2 separate regions of the Mus musculus genome follow, and region 2 is linked to region 1. Evidence: chromatin contacts called from public promoter capture Hi-C data. All regions are on one chromosome and are shown on one strand. The core of a region is the stretch at or near the end of the contact, and the rest is flanking DNA. Distances in the headings are between cores, read along the strand shown.

Region 1 (3,029 bases), core at 347-2,846:
TATGAATACTCCATCTTTCTCAGTATGAACGGGGACAGATTCTCACTACCCAGACACTGTTCCCAGGGCACAGGCTGGAATTTTCCAATTTACATAAAAGTTCTCTCCCAGAAGTTTCTTTTTCTTATCACTTATCTTGAGCATGGGCATCACCTCTCCAGAGAACAGAATGGTGTGGAGTACGAGTTGCACATCTTTTTGCAAACATCTTTATTACGGAGTACTGGGAAAGAAAGACCTAGGGCAAGATTTTGTGAGCCAGCCTCTCACATCAAATCCACATTGACTATCAAAACTCAATGATTCTAATGGCATAAAGTGAGAAGAAAGGCATTGGGAGGGAAACGTGACCCCAGACATATATACTTTTAACTACATTGAAGGTCAAGGTTCTTCTGTGCCGGCACGCCAGGTGTCGTGAATGAATTAAAGCGCAGACACAGATTCTGAACCCACTCTAACCTGGCGCAGCTTGTCCAACTTCTCCCATTTGTAAATGGACCATGACAGTGTTTAACAGAAACTCTGGGTGGTTTTATTTCCTGAAGTGTTGAACCTCTGAGAACCTTAGGGTGTGTTTACAGTGGGGAAGTTCTTAGAGTTTTTGAATTGGGGGTGTGGTGAGGAGAGGAGAAAAAAGAAGCTGGGAGAATCTGTTGGCTCATTTGTGTATAACCAAAGATTTGAGCACTATGGCATTGGAGTCCTGCTGGTGACTAAGGCTTTTTAGAAGCTTATAGCCTGGTTTCCGTGCTTAAGCAGGATTTCCAAAAAGGTTTGTTGTCGCTTCTTCTGCAGAGGAAAGCCAACAGGATAAAGGAGTGGGGAAACCAGATGAGCCTTTTTTCTTCTTTCTTTCTGAATGACAAATAGCTTATGAGTAATTTGTAGAGGGCAGATTTAGCTTTCTGGTATCTCTGCTTCTCTTTGCCTACTTGTATCTGTGAAAATCAACTTCCATAAAGAGTGCCTTGGCAGCTCCCAGGCCGTTTTGAGTTAGCAATTGTTGTAATTCTTCCTCTTTAAAAATATCTTTTTTTTTTCCAAATTGCCTATTGTGACAGAAAATTAATGACAGGGGTGGGGGGCAGCTGGTCACTTTGTGTTCACAGTCAGAAAACAGAAAGAAATTACCCAGTCCTTTCTTGAGCAAGATCGGTTCTATGAAGAGAGTCAGAAGCAGTGGAGGTGGTTCTAGGAAGTCATTCCCTTGTCCTTGACAGAAGGCCTGTGGCCTCCAGGACAGCCCAGCGCCACCCAGCTTTTTTGCTGATGCAGGCCACACTTAAATTATCTTCAGACACATCTGTGACTCTCTTGCCGGGGCCGACAGAGTCGGGGAACAGTGCCTTTAATGAAAGTCACCAGGTGCAATGTCAGCCAGAGAGTGTGGGAGAGTATCCCACAGCTTGGAAGCCCGAGGAGCTATAGAAGGTGAGGATGTGGAACAGGCTTTGAGGAAATGGGCAAAAGAGTTCTGGGTAGTGGCTTTCTGAAGCTGGTGGGTGGCTTTTACAAGGTCTATTCCTAGTCCCGTCCTAAACACATGAAGTGGGAGCACATGTGCAAGACAGCCTACCAAACCACACAGACATCTGGAATTCCATGGGAGTGGCGAGGCTCATTGGGCTGCTTTTTAAAAGACTCAAATTAAGTTCAGTAGGATCCCACAAAGCCCTTTGTTACTAAAAATCTTTGATGCCTTGCACAGATTAGGAATCGAGAGCCCTCCTCTCTCTGTTGCTTTCAGTTATTGAGAAAATACTTTGCCTTTAGTGGATGAAAGTGTGGCTAATTATCAAAGGCTCGGGAGGACATCAGAATGTGTGATGTCTCTACAGCTAATGGCACCTGATGACAAACCTTCAGCTTCTTCGTCTGTTTTATTCTTGTTCTTGCTTTGAGTTTATCGAATCTTCGTCTTTGAAAATTAAATGCCTGAGGATGAAAACAAACAAACAAACAAAAGCCCTTTGGCATTTTCTTGCGTGTGTGTGTGTGTGTGTGTGTGTGTGTGTGTGCATGCGTGCGCACGCGCGCAAGATCCAATGTGTGTATGTATGTGGAATGTATGTGTGTATGTGTAGACTAGGGGTCGATGTCTGGTCTCTTCTTGCTCTCCACCTTAAATGTTGGGGCAAGGCATTTAGCTGAGCTCCGGGCTCATTTCCCCTGCCTAGTCTTCTTTCTTGCCTTGTGCACCCCCTGGCCCTGCCTTTTTCGTGCTGTGATTATAGGTGTGCCCAATTTCAGCATGGGTTCTGGGGGTCTGAATGCTAATGCTCATAGTTGTCACAGCACAGTATTTATCCGTGAGCCACCTACTCCTACCTCGCCCCATTTTTTTTCAATGTTTAAAACTGAGTGCAAAAGTGCCTTCTTGTGGAACTGTACCCCCTTGATCTGCTTGTTCAGAGCCAGCTTCTTCTGAAGTTCCTTTGGCCAGCCATTGGCTGCTTTGCTGACCTGACTAAACAAAACAAAGTAGATGCACAATTAATCTAAACAAGAAAACTTTTAAGTGAAAGAATGGAGTTCTAACCGCTTGGTGAGTTGTATTAAAAAAAATACAACTGGAGAGACAGCTTAGCACACAGAAGGTACACAGGTATAGGTGCAGGCAAAACCACCTATACATCCATGAAAATAAATCTCACCATAGCTAAAGGTAACTTTGAATATTTGATCTTTTCCTGGCATTACAGGTATGAGTATGTACCACGCCCAGTGTGTTTTGCTTTTTGAGACAGGTTCTTGCTCTGTAGCAGAGGATGCCCTCATATCTTCTTTGATCCTCCTGCCTCAGCTTTCCCTCCATCATAAAGACAACACTCCTTTGCATACAGTTTTAAGGGAGAAAACTCAGCTTGTCGTATTAGGAGTATTGACAGCAGTGAAGGAGGAAAAGCAGATTAACTGAGATCTATAAAAATAACTTAAAGTGCTTTTGTTTTTAATTTTAGCTTTCTTGTTCTGATGAAAATTTTCCTCCCCCAAAATTGTCTACAAATGGCTTGGGAACTCATCTC
Region 2 (3,029 bases), core at 311-2,810, 300 kb before region 1:
GTCTGTTTGAACACACACAGATCTCTAAATAAATATCCGAATGTAAATTTGAAGGCCATGGTGATGCAAGTTCAGACTAAATTTGCCTTAAAATTAAATAAAGTTATGGAATTGACTTTAACCCTACATTCTTCTTTGTTCAAATGTCCTGCGCCCATTCCATAGCATCCCCTTTTCAGTTTCCAGAAGGCCAGCAGCCACACAAGCTTGGACACATAATAAATCTTAGGGGTTTTTAATTGAATTTCAAATTACACTGGGAATACATTACAATAAACCCAGGTCTTTGGGGGGAAATCTTCTCCACAGTGAACTTCCTTCCCTGTCTTGGAAGCCATCTTCCAAGCCCATAACCTCATGCTCACATCAACCTGAATTTTAACCTGTCCCCAGCCCTCCCCTGAGAAAAAATGGATCTGTTGACCTGCAGAAAACGGCCTTTCACAGATTTGGGTAAATTTATAACATATAATAAAGTTAAGTATAGATTCGTAATTTGACATTTAAAAATAAATCCACCTGAGTACATGCTATGTGCGGAATTTTTTTAGCATCATGCACTATTTTCCGTAATCCTCACAGCAATGGAGGAAAATGGACCCAGGAAATAGAAATAACACTCCCAATGTGTTAGGGTGGGAAACGGTGCAGTCTGAGGCCCAATAAATCAAGTCTTTCTGTGTTGCAGGTGAAATCAGGTTTCGTTTCCTTTCCTGTTTTCCTTGGAGAGGGGCTGTGTAGATCATTGTCCAGGCAGCACACACAACTAAACCCACGCTCTCCCGTAAGGCTCACTTTTCATCTAATAAATTTCATCTAATTAATTAATTGTAGCTAATTTCCCCTAAAACAACCAGCCTCAAAATCAAAATGACCTCCATCGATTCTGTTGATTCTTCCAGCACAGCAGCCTACAGGCAGATTGGGCCCACTTCACCTGAAGGGAACTAGTCACGTTATAGTTCAGGATCCTTAGATCCAGGGGCTGGGGAGATGATGGCTCGGTGTGGGGCACTCGCTGCTTTTGCACAGGACCAGCGTTTGGTTCCCAGGCCCCTGGCTGCTGTCTCACAGCTTCAGAGAATCAGGCATCTTCTTCTGGTCTCTTCATGCACACAAGCACACATTCTCCCCAGTCTCTCTCCCTCCTCCCTTCCTCCCACCTTCCTTTTTTCCATGCTTCCCTCCCTTCCTCACTCCTCAAATAAAACTGAAAAAAGAAAAAAAAATCCTTTAAAGTCACTAATTGTTACCTGTTATACCAACATGTCATTGCTGGTCTTCGGTGGGGACAGGACCAGTCCACAGCTTTGCCCTGGCAAAATGTTTTAGTCTGTTCCCCCTGGCTGGTGCTTTAGTCTGTTTCCATGAAGGCCTTGTATGGTCCCTGACCCCAGCCTGCTGCCATCGGATTCCTTCTCAGCTTTTCACATTCCCAGGCAGAGATAAACTGCAATCGAGCTTAAAGGATCAGGAAGGCTTTCCCTTTGTGTGAGGGGTGATTAAGTTTGATCTGTGTCTGCTGCTGCTGCTGCGGTCATTTTCTTCCTTCTGCTTCTGAAACATAAGACTGTCCAATGGATACTTACTCCTCAGGTCCCTGGGGACTGCCCTAATTATGTCTTCATCCTGATACTGGCTTTCTTTCAGAGGGAAAGGCTGTGTCCAGCGGGTGACAATTCTATTTCAGTTAGCGAGAGTTCTGGCTGGTAAGATGAGAACAACTTGAAATTAGGATCGATGGCTTCATGTTTTGACTTCTTTTTTTTTTTTTTTTTAGGCAGAAGGTATGTTTGAGTGTGTGTTGTTTTGTTTGTTTGTCTTTCTTACTTCTTTCTTTTTTTTTTTTTTAAAATGAGGGCATCTATGTTTAAGTTTAAGATGAGGTATTAAACTCAGTATTCTTTTTTTTTTTTTTTTTTTTTAAAGATTTATTTATTTATTATATGTAAGTACACTGTAGCTGTCTTCAGACACTCCAGAAGAGGGAGTCAGATCTTGTTACGGATGGTTGTGAGCCACCATGTGGTTGCTGGGATTTGAACTCCTGACCTTCGGAAGAGCAGTCGGGTGCTCTTACCCACTGAGCCATCTCACCCTTTCTTACTTCTTTCTCTTTCCAGCTTCTTATTTTACCCATTAAGAAGTCACCCGCTAACACCGGGTGATGGGAAGTGAACTCCATTCTGCCCGAGAAAGCCTTCAGGTTATTAAACATTCTCTCACTGAACCAAAGTCCATCAGAGGCCTTCCCTGAACCAGCAGAGCTTTGAACGGATAGGAAGAAAAACTCGCTTGCTGGTTGTGTTTTTCAACACTGTGACCAACATTCTGAGAAACCGTTTTTAAAAGGAGCCCAGGCCGACATTGTCAGTGGTTTCTGTTCATGCCCCACTAGCTCCCTTGTTTCAAGCCTGTGGTGAGGCCGGGTGGCAAGGCAGAGAAGACTGAGACAAACAGAGATGCTCACTGCCTAGTGGATAGAACGCAGAGACAGGCAAGAAGCCGGAGGTACATGATAAACCCTTCTGGAACATTCTCCAATTCAGCTGTACTTCGTAATGACACCATAGGATTTGGAATCTATCAAGGGGTTAATCCGCACATTAGGACAGAGTACTAATGATTCAGTCAGTGATGGGATCCAACAGCTGGAGACAAAGCCTTCAGCAAATGTTTGAGAATTTCATAAGCAAGCCATGGCAATGCTGGGGTGATAAAGGCCTATTTTGCATCATGGTGTTATCAGATTAGCAGGCAAGTGGTGAAGCTTTTATCGGGTGTTACTGCTCATTTCTCCCCTCCCTTCATACCCCTGCCTGCCTCTCTCCCTCTCCCTCCCCCCTCTCTTCTCTCTATCCCCCAACTTTCTAACTCATAGAAAGGCAGAATTATTCCAAGCTGTTGACTGCTTGTGGGAGGAGTAGTTGGTCTCAGAATTCCTCCTGTCAAAGACTGTCTCCCTGCTAATGAGTGCAGTTCCTTCCAGTGAAACTTAGACTTGAAAGAAAACAGTGGTCAATAACACA

Evidence for each region. Promoter capture Hi-C pulls out the DNA fragments that hold promoters and counts their contacts.
Region 2: a contact with region 1 is called in a promoter capture Hi-C map of cranial neural crest. The contact joins two enhancer-like sites. A contact is called at or near these places in 8 of 39 promoter capture datasets (the C10 cell line, the HPC-7 cell line, cranial neural crest and 5 more), 1 of 15 datasets of contacts at CTCF or cohesin (the NIH/3T3 cell line) and 3 of 115 datasets of contacts at active chromatin or transcription factors (embryonic hindbrain, extraembryonic endoderm stem cells and stem cell-derived neural progenitor cells).

The regions. Positions count from the first base shown.
Region 1 is chr8:61,550,753-61,553,781 of GRCm38.p6, reverse strand. The region is part of intron 10 of Palld (palladin, cytoskeletal associated protein); the gene reads left to right. Among named protein-coding and RNA genes, the nearest start is that of Cbr4, 65 kb to the right of the region's middle. Within about 2 kb of position 1,596, at least 10 of the 459 cell types and tissues checked have an H3K27ac peak or open chromatin away from gene starts, as enhancers often do.
Region 2 is chr8:61,847,317-61,850,345 of GRCm38.p6, reverse strand. All of the region lies in intron 2 of Palld (palladin, cytoskeletal associated protein), which reads left to right. Among named protein-coding and RNA genes, the nearest start is that of Palld, 54 kb to the left of the region's middle. Within about 2 kb of position 1,560, at least 16 of the 459 cell types and tissues checked have an H3K27ac peak or open chromatin away from gene starts, as enhancers often do.